Regions from separate parts of the Pan troglodytes genome. Here region 2 is linked to region 1. A link is a contact called in public capture Hi-C data. All regions are on one chromosome and are shown on one strand. Each heading gives the region's core, a stretch centred on a gene start, on an enhancer-like site or on the middle of the called end of the contact. The rest is flanking DNA. Distances are from core to core; before and after follow the strand shown.

Region 1 (6,265 bases), core at 2,026-4,525:
GATTTAGGGGCTATCAGGGGAGAGGGGGGGGCTAATGGAGTTCGTGGGGGGCCGCCTTGGTGATGAGGGGAAGGTTGAGAGGCAATTAGCAGGGCTGACAGCCTCAGGAATCACCTAATGTGCCTGCCCGCAGGAAGGGCTGGTGAGGGGTTTGTGGGGAGGGGGCGGCTTGGACTTGGATTTGAGGAGGGATCTGCCCCTCCCTCAGCAGGAGGTTGAAGGACACAGCAGGAGGGACCTCCAGAAAAAAAAAAAAATGAGGGCAAGGGCAAGAGCAAGAGGGCTGGATGTGGTGGGGGCACTGGGGAGGGAGGGAGGCTGATGGGATGAGGCAGAAGCTCCTGGTCCCCCATCGCCCCCAACACACACACAGCGCCCCAGCTGAATCCTATCCCTCGCTGGGGACCAGCTCCTGATTAATACCAACATTAGCCCTGAGCACTCACCCCTCCTGGCCTCCTTGTCATTAATTACCTCCTCTCCCAGCCCAGCAGAGGGGACGCCAGCTCCTCCAGAGGAAAGAGCCAGAGCTTCTGACCCCCCTTGGCCAGAGAAGCCTCCTCTACTCCTTCCTCCCTGCTTCCAAAGAAAAAGGGAGGAAGAGAGGAAGAACAGAAGTGGAAGGAAGGAAGGAAGGAAGGGAGGGAGGGAGGGAGGGAGGGAGGAAGGAAGCGAGGGAGGGAGGGAAGAAAGAAGGGAGAGGGGAGGGAGTTGTGCCTTTCGCCTTTCAGTTCCCAGACCCTGCTGCTCTCCCCTCAGGGTCTTTCTACAGTCTAAGCTCCGTCTCCAGTCAGCCAGGAGCTGGAAACTTCTGGCTGGAAACACCCATAGGGGGACCTCCCTGGAGGGGTTGGACAGCCAGATCCCTGAGCCCTGTCCCCAGCCTACATCCCTTCTGATTTCAGATTAGGAGCACGAATTTGCACAGACCCATGCAGACAGCTGAGTTTACACAGACCTTCTCACAAGGACTGTCACACACAAACACAAACCCAGATATACTGGGACCAGAATCACCCTGGGTGGGAAGGGGTGACACGCTCCACTGTGAGGTACCCTTCACCATCACACATGAAATCACATCAAGAACATCCCATTCCAAGGAGCACCAGACAGCTGCCTGGAGAGGGCAGGGAAGGTGTTTCAGAGCATCCAAGTGCTGGAGGAGCAGGCAGGAGGGTGGGGTTGGTGGGCCAGCCTGTGTACATGAGCCTGGGGGGAGGGAGTCCTTCCTCGCTCTTGGGCGGCCCTCGTGGACCTCTCTAACTCAATTGCGAAAGCTCTCTCTTTCTCTCTCTCTCCCTCTCTCGCTCACTTTCTCTCTCTTTCTTTCTGTCTTTCTGTGTGTGACACACACACACACACTCAACCTTAAAGTAAAGTGTAGTGAACTGAAATCAAGCCCATTCCAGTCTGCTCCTTGCCCAGGGTACCAAGCCCTGACTCCCCTCTCAGCCCTGCCTCACTCCTGCCTCCCAGGCCACTCGCCTCCCAAACTGTGTCTCTGCCTATCTTCCTTTCAGCAGACATGGGTAGCCCAGTGCCCACTCCAGGATATGGGTAAAGGGATTTGTGAGAGTTTTCTGAGCCCCTCCCAACACCCCCGTGAGCCCCATTATAAGACCAAGTGAGCCTGGAGACCTGGCGATCGATATTCCTCAAAGATGAAGACGCTAATAACTTTATCCCCTCTTGTCCTCCAACTCTCGCCTACATTAGCTCTGACCACAGGCCCCAGGCAGCTGGGACCTGCCGTGGGCGGGCCTGGAGCTGAGTAACCCCTTCAGATCCAGGTGGGAAGCACGAGGGTAGACTGTAGGAAGGACTTCCTGGCACTCAGGAACGGGAGGCCACAGGGATAAGGGATACAAAGCCTTTAAGGCATGTTTCCCTTAAAGGTCCATACTCTTGGAGACCTGTCTCAGGGTCTATGAGGATTTGTGCCCTCGGAAGCACCCTTCAAGGGTACAAAGGTCCCTGTCCAATCCCAGAGGGCTGCCCAGAGGCCGTGAGCTGAGAGAGAAATTCTCACTAGGGAAAATCAGGGAGTAGGAGAAGAGTAAACGAGGGACACGGGGCAGGGGAGGCTGGAGGCTCTTCCTACATCAGGGCCTTCTGGATCAGCGCAGGGACCTGGAGCCCACGGGGTGTCAGAGGGAGGGAGAAGGCCCTTCCTCACCTCACACTCTCTGCAGCCTGGCAAGTCCCCTGCAGCTAGAGGGAGTGGTTGGGATCAGGGAATAAGAGCTTCTCTTCTGCAAGCACTATCCCTTCAAAACATACAACCTGCCTCACCTCCACATACCAGGGCTAGGGCCTGGGCTGGCAGGATAGAGAGGAGGAGGAAGAATAGGGAGGGAAAGAAGGAGGGGGAGAGAGTGTTTTTACATAGCAGCTACTAAGGCCAGACCCTACAGGGAGAGCTTTCCACATGGGACTTGTTTAAACCTCATAACAATGCTGTGAGGTTATTGCTATTATTATCCTCATTTTGCAGAGGAGGAGACTAAAGTACAGAAAGGTTGAGTAACTTGCCCAATGTCACACAGCTGGTAAGTGGCACAACCAGATTCCAGAATCTAGAGGCTTAAGCACCAGGAAACATAGCCCTTTAAGAAGAGGAATGGGGCCCAGTTCAGTAGGCGGTGGGTTCAAGAGCCTCTCGTCCCCAGGGCTGGACTAGAAGCAGGGCTCATGAAAAGCGCATGGCCTCTGAGGCTCTGCTTCTGTGGCTCTTGGGTTCTGTCCTGTATCTCAGGCTCTCTGCCTTCTTCTCTGTTCCCTGCACATGCAGGGCTGAGTCTCTGCATGCATCTGGGTTGCCTCTCCTCTCTGCCCCTCCTTGCCCCACCGTGTGGGCTCCTCCTGCAGCTCTGGCCTGTCTTGTCTGTCTTTCCTGCCTCCAGATCTCCATCCTGCCCACCACTCCAGAGCCACTGCTGCTCAAACTTTCCATCTTAGCACGGGAGTCCATCAGCGCTGGGGTGGGAGACAGAGAGAGACAGTCTGGGAGGGTACTGTTGCTTAGAGCAGTGGGGCCACCTCACTCCCCAGCATCCCAGGGGTGCCTGAGTCGCCTGGCAGTTCAGTAAGCAGCGGGCTGAAAGTCTGGATTCCTGGGTCCTGGCTCCTACCAGAAGAATCCCCCTCCCCTACCCCTGCTGGGCAGCTTGTCCAACGCTGCTTCAGGAATTTGGCAAGACAGGCTCTCTCCAGCTCGTACTTAGAAAGGCCAGGGCCTCTGTCGTCTGGAATTCTCTCTAGGTTCTGTCTTTGGCCTGGGGATGCAAGGGGCCACAGGCTGGGTCACTCTCCACCAAGGCTGTCCTAGCACTCTGCCTGTCCTTTTCCTGGAAACCTGGACAGATGCTCTGCTCTCCTGTCAGGAAGCCAGCCCCTGTGGGAGCAGGGCAGGAAGGAGGCAGAGGCTCCTTAGGAAGGCTGAGAGCGTTGAGGGTGGCTTGCACCCCTTCGTTCTTTAGAGACCCCATCCCAGTGCTGGAGGCCCCTGGGGAGCCCCACTGGTCTCTGCACCGCTGAGTCTTTCCTTCTAGAGTAAATGCGGAGGAGCTGGCAGAGGCTTGCTTAGACGGGAGAGTTCCAGCTTCTTTCTTCAGTGCTGGGTGTTCCTGAGGTGCCCACGACCCTTTCTGAGCCCCTGTCTTTCAACCAAGACAGCCCTCTCTGAAAAGGAAGGGGCCTGGGCCAGGTTGGGGGGAACCCAAATGTCCGATCTTTACAGCTTCAGGTTGTTGTCCTGGTCCCAGCCCCCCACGGGGTCCTTGGGGCCCCATTCCATCGATCCCCCAGCAGCTATCCATCTCAGCTGGTGCTCAGCCCCTGGGGTATGTCAGGGCGGGGGCAGCTAATGGACTTGGCACAGCCAGGAGGTAATTAACAGGGAGGGGGCAAGGGCCACAGCGAGGTGGAGGGGGGCACTGTTAATGACAGCAGAATCCAGTGATTGAGGAGGGGGCTCTGTGTCTGTGTATGTGTGTGCATGTGTGTGCGTGTGTCTGTGTTTGCACATGTGTGTCTAGGCCGTGTGGGGGTAGGCCAGGTTCCCTGTTGATGTGCACACCTATCTGTATATCAGTGAAGGGGAGGGAATGGGGTGCTTTCAGGGGAGGGAAATATGGATGCAAGCCCCCTCCTCACCAGTCAAGACAAAGCCCAGGTCCAGATCACCTGAAGGGATTGGAGTGCCAGGCTCCAGCTCCCGCTCCCAGATCAATGAAAGATATTCAGTTCCTTCTCCCATGCTCTCCCGGAATCTCCCTTCCCTGTCCAAGCCTTATTCCCAGAATCCCTCACCTCACCTGCCCAGCTTTTCCAGCAATACTTCTGGTTATGGTTTAAGAGCCTCTGATGTCCCCACATCTGAGGCCTGATAACCTTGAAAATGGTTCACATGCCCTGGCAGCTCCCTCGTGCTACCTGACCTCCAAACCAGCTCTTTAGTGATGCCCCTATCCTGCTCTCTATGGGGCAAACCTCAGGTCCCCTCCTGTCTCTACCCACAGAGCCTCCACGTCTGGGTGTCCCATCCTCTCCTAGCCCCTGCAGAGAGGCTCAAAGGGCACAGGTGAGGGGGTGAGTGAGGTAGAAAGCCCCCTGGGGAGTCCATGATGTCCTCCCAGACTTCCTCTGATTGAGCCACTGCCGTACCTGTGTCTGTTTGCAGCGCTGGTCTCACCCTCTCCCTCCATGTGTGTCCGGCTATGTCTGTGTGTCTGTCTCCATCTTTCTCTCTATCTGCATGTCTCAATCTTTATATCTCCCTCTGCAGTCTCTCTCAATGTCACTATGTCTGTATGTCCTGTCCCTGTCTCTCTCTCTGCACTGTCTCTCCCTCTGCATCTGTCCCTGGGCTCACCTGTTGGATCTGATCCCCCAACTCGGCATCCCTCACCATGTTCCCAAGCCCTTTCCTCCCGATGGCTCCATCTGCTTTAAGTGCCCTCCCTCATAGGGGTGATGCGGCACCAGCCCCACCCATACCCGGCAGGAGAGGAAGGCCTGTGAACTTGGCCCTTAGGGACCAACCACACACACACACCCCAATCCCCCCATCGATCAGCCTGCAGCCCTGGGTCAGTCCTCCATTAGCACTAACCAGCCTGGACAAGAGGCAGACACACCACAGGGCTAGGCCTAGGGGTGATAAGACACAGATTGAATCATGGGAGTGGGGGTGGGGTGGGACTGGCACCCAGGGACATGAGACAGCCATGTGATTAGCCCTGAGGAGCCATGGGAAGCTTGCATTATTGCAGGAACTGGACAGGTGATTGGAAGTGATAGGGCTGAGGGTGGCGGGGAAGCTGCTCCTCCCTGGCTCTGGGTGGAATGCAAGCCTTTGGGTTAGGGAAGGTGAAGACAGGGCCAGGTGCCCTGACATGATGGGACCCAGTCTCAGTGCTGCTGACAGAGCCTCAGACCACTCAGTTAAGGCCAGTCGTGTTCCAAGGGACAGAGGACAGGAGAGACCTCACCTACTCCCTTGGACAGAATGGGACAGGGAGATGGCTTTGTCCTTAGGAAATAGCCTCTTTACACAGTACCTGGCCTCCAGATGCTAATCAAAGCACCTAGAGCTAAGAAGAGTAACAGAGGGGCAGGAACAAGGGGTCCTGCCTCCATCAATCCTTAGTCCAGCTCCCTCCCTTTCCTGCCCCCCCCACCCCCCCCACACACGTTTCTCTCTCATCTGCTGCTGCGTGCTTGCTCTGTCCTGGACACACCAATACAAGGAAGACACCCCATCAACGCTCCCATCCTACCAGTACATCTAACTTCCACCCCTTCCACTGTAGCCCAGCCTTCCTGAACATGAACTACAAAGATTGACAGTTAGGCTCTCAAGGTCTAGGAAGTTTGACCAGAGGCTGCCTCACCAGCAGATGAGCCAGGTGACCATGGGAATGGGATCCAAACTATAGTCAAAGGTGAGAGTGACAGGTCCATGGAGTAGGGGTAGGCAGCTGAGGGGAACCTGAGTGGGGGAAGATCCCAGAGAGCTGTCCCCCTACCTGAATCCCAATGCCTCCCTCCTGGAACGACGTCATCCCAATAATTGGCAAGAGACACAGCCAAGGGATAATAAATATAATTGCTATGACGGGACCTTGCCTAGAGAAGCAGGAACATCCTCTACTCCCAGCCCCCACCTGTCCCCTCCCACATGCTGAGGGTGAATTAGATACTTTGAGATCATCCTGGGGCTGCTGGGAGCTATGGGGGATGCTGAGGGCAGGCCCCAGTA
Region 2 (6,265 bases), core at 1,034-3,533, 80 kb after region 1:
ATGTTAAGGTCATAACTGAACTCAGCAGAAAAAAAGCACATGATTGATTAGTGATGTCTGCCACGGGTAAGAGCGGGAGGATGAGCAGCATTACATTTGTCCTTAGTGATCAAATTCAGCTCCCTCACTATGCGGAAAAGAAAACATAGCCTGAGAGGGACAGTGACTTGGCCAAGGTCAAGGACTAGAACCAGGCTTCCTGATTCCCTGTTTAGTGCTTTGTTCCTTACCACACATCCACAAACTCAAGTCCATAGGAAACATCAGAGATTTCCTCAAACAGGAAGTCTGGCCACTTTCCAGAGTTCTACTGCATGGAGGCCTGGGTGCTTCATTGGTCCCCTCCTGTGGATCCTGGCTTAACTCTGTCCCCCTGACAGGTCTGGCCTGACCCCCAACAAAGAAGCCTGGAGGTCAGAGAAGCAAATGCGGAGCCTGCTCCCTCCTAAGAAGATCCCAGGAATCCAATGGCTCAGTCCTTGGTGATCTAAGACAGCAAAGAAGTGTGCAAGGAGGGCCCTGTTAGCTCCCACTGTCCTGGTTTCTCCTCCTGGAGTCTAATTTCCTTGGCCCTCTGAGCCTTTTGAGTCTGGGCCCTGGTCCAACGCTGCTGTTGTCTGAGGAATGGTTTGGTGAGAACAGATGTTAGAACTTGTTTGTTGATTCTTGTCTGGCTAATAAATCATCACCAACTGCCTTCTCCTACAGGGATTCAAGTCCTCCAGGCTCCTTCTGTTTCTGTCTCTGACTTTCTCTCTCTCATACTGTGGAAGGCAAGGAGTTGAACTGCCACTGCAGTGAGGGTGGAGGGGCTTGAGGATTGACAGACACCAAGGCCAGGAACACAGACCTCTGCAAACTATTCCTTCTCTAGCTGGGATGGGTTGAGTAGGCAGCCAGGGACATAGGGGTGGCTGTACCACCTGAGGCATAAAGAAAGAGGGGCAGAGAGGTGAGCAGTTGAGGGACAGCCCCTTCACCTCCTCTGCAACCGCCCTGCCAAGTACAGGACTGGGGAGGAGGAAGATGTGTGTGTGAGCCCCTTAGAGGACAGGAATCCCCTCGGAACTGGCTCCAGGCCTCTCATCTTCCCAGCCTCTTGGGCTTAGGCCCTTTGCCTCAATCAGGACCCCATTCTCTCCCCTATCCCTCTTGCTTCCCCATTCTCTGCCCAGACCCACTTCAGAGCCAGCCTCCTGTTCCCGTGCAAAGCTCTACACTCTGGGGCTCTGGCATATGCCCTGGGTCTTACTTTTGTCTCAGACTGGGGACTTTCTTTTTTTTTTTTTTTAGACAGGGTCTTGCCCTGTCGCCCAGGCTGGACTATAGTGGCACGATCATAGCTCAGTGCAGCCTTAGCCTCCCAAGTTGCTGGGACTACAGGTGCCCACCACCAAGCCCAGCTAATTAAAATAAAAAATTTTTTTTGGCTGGGCGTGGTAGCTCATGCCTGCAATCCCAGCACTTTGGGAGGCCGAGGTGGGCAGATCACCTGAGGTCAGGAGTTTGAGAACAGCCTGGCCAATTTGGTGAAACATCTCTACTAAAAATACAAAAGTCAGCCGGGCATGGTGGCACATGCCTGTAATCCCAGCTACTCGGGAGGCTGAGGCAGGAGAATTGCGTGAACCTGGGAGGCGGAGGTTGCAGGGAGCCAAGATCGCACCACTGTACTCCAGCCTGGGCGACAGAGCAAGACTCCGTCTTGGGGGGAAAAAAATTATAGAGACAGGGTCTCACTGTGTTGCCAGAGCTGGTCTCAAACCCCAGGCCTCAAGCTATATTCCTGTCACAGCCTCCCCAAGTGCTGGGATTACAGGTGTGAGCCACCATGCCCAGCCAGACAGGGGGCTTTCTAAGGCAGGGCTGTGTCTGCCCCTGGATTATCCTCAGGGCTCAGAGCAGAGACCACCCCTCCAGAGCTGCCCAGGCCTGGGGACTCCTGTGGTCCCATCTGTGCAGCCTGTTCTTTTCACACTCATTCCTACAAGAGGCTAGTCCAGGCAATCAGCGCCAGTCAGGGCCCCTGTACCTACCTGAGGCACAGGAATCTTCCAGACCCTTTCCTTAGGCCACAGTTCCTAGGCCTGGGCACTGCCACCACCATACCACCCCCAGCCTGGCCCAGGCGCCAGCTCCAGTGACTGGCCAATTCCCCTCCTTTCCACTCCAGTGCTAATCAGCTTAAGGAGAAATATGGTTGCTGAGTCAACAGAGTTGGAGTTCCACTTCCCTTTGTTTAGACCTCAGATCTAAATGTCCTCCTGAGCAAGAGGAGAGGTGGGGAGGGAGGCAGAGGGGCAGGGAGGGAGGAGCAGATGGCTTTGCTGAAATCAGAGAGGAGGCTCAAAGTGCCAGAAAGGTCTCAGATTAGACGCAGGGAGTCAGTTACCTCGTGGCTGATTCCTTGGGGCAGGGGAGGAGGCAGAAAAGAGTGGCATATTTATTATACAGCAAGAGACAGAAATTAGAAAGTCAGAAAATAGATTTCTCCAGACTTTGGGGTGTAACAGAATGGGCAGGTGTGGGGAAGGGACCAGAAATGCCTAGTGACCCACTTGATGTTTCTGGAGGAGAAAGCCTGGAGCAGAACAGGGGCAGGAGCAAAGCCAGGGGCAGAGCAGGACCTAGGGACCCTCTTCTTCCTTCTGTGGCTCCACAGAGCATGGGGTGGACACACCAAAGGGGTGGTGGAGCTCAGATGAAGCTATGGCATCAAGAGCCCTGGGTCTGTTATGACCCTGTGCTAACTAGTTGTGCAACCTTCAGCAGGGGAACTCTTTTTCTGTGACACTGGTCCCTCCATTCCTTATGCATGGAGATGCCTCATTTGCGCACAGGGTCTCATTGCACACAAATGAGACCGTGCAAGTGAAGGGCTTTGAAAAGCAATACTGCTGGGGCTAGAAGGGACTTCAGAGACCCTTGATGACAGAGTATTTGGCTCAACTAAAGAGGAAACTGAGGTCTAGAGAGGGGAGGTGACAGGGAGCCAAAGGCAGTCAGGCCCAGGGACCAGATCTTGTCATCCCAACCCAGTGTTCCTCTTAATACCCCAGGGCCCCTCCTAGGCTAAAGGATAAGGTCCCAGTCTTGCTGAGGGCCACAGCTGCAGGCCCAGCCCTGAAGACCAAGGTGGTGGAAGCTCCCTCCCCATCACGAGGGGCACCCCTGCACAATCCTGCTGACTTTACTCCAAGGTGAGGCCTGGGGCTGCGGTGAGACCTCAGGAGGGAGAAGTTGAGTAACTTGTACAATAAAAGCGAACTGGGGCGATCATGCTGAGCGAGACTCCACATGCCAGGAGGGGGAGGGCATTTCTCACCGACAGTCTTCCCATGGTCATTCCATCCCTCCTCCTGCCTCCTCCAGGCAGAGCCTCTCTGGCTGAGCCCACTCTTAGATCTGTGGAAGGGCAGCCTCTCACCCTGTCACGCACATGGAAGACCTTGCTGTGAGCAGAGAGCACTGCTCCCACTATAGGGTCCAGCTTTGTCCTCCAGCCCCTGCCCCTTCAGCTCCACGCCTTACCCTGATGGCTCTTTCCTGCTCCAGCCTCCCCTGAGCTGCCCCTTTCATCCTATCTGCCCCCTCAACTAATGCAGCACAGTCTCAGTAAGGTGATCTGTAACTCTGGCTCAGGGGCTTCTCAGGGGGACTGAAGAGTAACATCACATCCCATGAACCCACTCAGGGAGGGGCGGGGCTGGTCATCACTGAGTCCTCATTTGAAAGAAAGCTGAACTTAGGCCGGTTGTGCTGGGCACGGTGGCTCACGCCTATAATCCCAACACTTTGGGAGGCCGAGGCAGGTGGGTCACCTGAGGTCAGGAATTCGAGACCAGCCTGGCCAACATGGTGAAACTAAAAATACAAAAAAATTAGCCGAGCATGGTGGCAGGCACCTGTGATCCCAGCTACTCAGGAGAATCGCTTGAACCCGGAAGGCGGAGGTTGCAGTAAGCCAAGATCACACCACTGCACTCCAGCCTGGGCAACAGAGCGAGACTCCATCTCAAAAAAAAAAAAAGAAAAAAGAAAAAGAAAGCTGAACCTAGAGGGAAAGGGGTAAAAAGGGGCAGACAGGAGCACGCAGCCCAGAGTGTTCCAACATCCTTGCCACTTCCCCCAGGCCCCACTGAACTTTAACCACTCTTCCATACATTGGGGCTTCTTGGACAGTGAGCTCAGCACCCCGGCTAGAGTGGAGATGTGGCTGGGCCCCTCCGAAGGGGCCAGCAGCGTTGCAGAGGCACTGAAACACCCTCATTACGACAACCGTATCATCTCTGTGAGGGTTCTAAGTCTGATCCTCGTAGACCTCAGCTTCTTCAGCTCCACTGTTCTGGTCAATGTGACACTGCACATCCAGCTTTGCCCCGGCCCCACCAACATCTTCCAGGGCTAATTGGATCCATTTCTGACCAAGGCCTTCATACCTTTCTCCTTCTGCCCCTTGGCTGTTGCTGCCATGCTAATTTTAACCAAGTTATCACTCTTATTTCTCCCTCATTACTGTCTCTGTCTTCTGTTCATCAGAACTTGAGGCTACCACCTCCAGGAAGCCCTCCCAAATAAAGTCTATCCGTTTTCTAATTGTTGGTTATTTCTCAGTGACCAGGAAATTCCAACCACCAAATACAATGCCATCTTTGGTAGAACTAAAAAGTGGCTTTAAAAAAAATGTGGCTTAAGACTCTTGAGTGAACTGAAGGAAGTGGGAGGCAAGAGGACCCTTAGAGATATCTAGCCCAATTCTGTCCATTTCCAGAAGATCTGGGAGTCTCCCTCTCACCATCTTCTGCCTCCCAGCCCAGAGCACTTCCAGCTACAACATGACACAGCCCCTAAAGTTGAATTACTGAATCCCAGGAGTGTGGCGACTCGTATGGGCCGGGCTGCATCTGTAGCATATTGGTATAAGAAAGGAAGCACTGGACTCATTGGAACCTAAGATTTTAGGCCCTGCTGAGCACACCTCACCACCCGTGACGCCCCAGAGGGGCAGATCTCAGCCCTGACCCCCACTGCCTCTGTGAATACTGGGAGCATGGTAGGGTTGAAGCTCCTTGCTGAAGTCTTGGCTGGATGCATGGATCTGGACAACTACAGCCTGAGTGTCCCTGTGGGATGCAGGAGCCCTGTCTGGCTCCAGCCCGAAGTAGGTCAGATTTCAGATAAGCGGGTGGTTTTCCTGTAAGTGATGAAACCCTCTCTGTACTTAATGAGAAACAGACTCCTCAACTTACCCCAGCACACAAAACCAGAAGCTTGGTGAGGTTCCTAAATTCTGCCTCTTCCTTCCCATCCCCAGGTCCCCACCACATACCTCAAATGCCCCTATGGCCTTAGCCTCCCCTCTCTGTCACCAGGACTGCCAAACACTAATTCTTCCCAGTGTTTTCCTGCAACAGTACACTCAAGCATCTATTTCTGGTCAACAGCTCCTCCACCTGACATCCAATGCTCTCTGCAGGAGTTTCCTCGACGCTACTCTCCTGCAGGAAACCACAGTAGCTAAGCCCTACTGGAATCCTAGTACCCTTAGCCATATTTTTCAGTGGTGGTTTGCAGTATGATTTGCACACTGTTTTTGGAATCATCCCATCTGTCTTGCCACTTCTGGGCGTCACAGTGCCTTACAGATAATTGGAGTCTACAGACCCTGTACCTCCTTTCTTCAATGAAGGCTAGGGCTCTGGAAGTCTCCAAGGGTATCTCTCTAGCACCCAAGTTCAATGTGAAGCTTCCAAACTGATCCAGACCAGTGACTACCAGCGTCAATCTGAATCATCTTCAGGGACAGGGATTTTGCCACTTTACCTCCTGCTGGATAGGATTTTTATGCCTGACACTATTTTGTGCTACAGAAAAAACCTCCTGACTTCACCCAGTCTCCAGAGGTACCTGAGATTAGCAATACATATTTGGGATCACAGGCCTCTCTGAAAATCATCCTGCCTCATATAAAGTTGTGCATACCATTTCTAGGGTTTTCAATGGCCACAAACCCAGCTAGATGGTGGATAGAGAGGAAAAATAGCAAAGCAATCAGGCAGCTCAAGATCATTTGGAAGGTGCTTTACACAAGGTAAACACAAATCCAGGGACAGGGCAGGCAATGTTTGTCAGACTGAATGTTTTATTTCAACAGACATCCCTGGTTTAAAAAAAAAAAAAAGTGGTGGGGAGGGTTCAACATTTTATCACACCTGACAGAGAGCAAAACTCCCATCCCAGAACTCAGAGCCCCTTCGGAGGCATC

What was found. Capture Hi-C pulls out chosen DNA fragments and counts their contacts.
Region 2: a contact with region 1 is called in a capture Hi-C map of stem cell-derived neural stem cells, with 2.2 times the contacts expected there. The contact joins two enhancer-like sites. A contact is called at or near these places in 1 of 7 Hi-C or Micro-C datasets (stem cell-derived neural progenitor cells) and 1 of 1 other capture datasets (stem cell-derived neural stem cells).

What each region holds. Positions count from the first base shown.
Region 1 is chr1:92,311,841-92,318,105 of NHGRI_mPanTro3-v2.0_pri, forward strand. It overlaps NTRK1 (neurotrophic receptor tyrosine kinase 1), which reads right to left. Exons shown (of 17, transcript XM_003308515.6): 17 at 6,094-6,265. Among named protein-coding and RNA genes, the nearest start is that of PEAR1, 8.8 kb to the left of the region's middle. Within about 2 kb of position 3,276, at least 1 of the 24 cell types and tissues checked has an H3K27ac peak or open chromatin away from gene starts, as enhancers often do. A contact at or near this core is called in stem cell-derived neural stem cells, where this site is marked.
Region 2 is chr1:92,392,683-92,398,947 of NHGRI_mPanTro3-v2.0_pri, forward strand. SH2D2A (SH2 domain containing 2A) reads left to right here. Exons shown (of 9, transcript XM_001167540.7): 9 at 381-711. It overlaps PRCC (proline rich mitotic checkpoint control factor), which reads right to left. Exons shown (of 7, transcript XM_001167038.8): 7 at 6,125-6,265. Among named protein-coding and RNA genes, the nearest start is that of SH2D2A, 14 kb to the left of the region's middle. Within about 2 kb of position 2,284, at least 2 of the 24 cell types and tissues checked have an H3K27ac peak or open chromatin away from gene starts, as enhancers often do. A contact at or near this core is called in stem cell-derived neural stem cells, where this site is marked.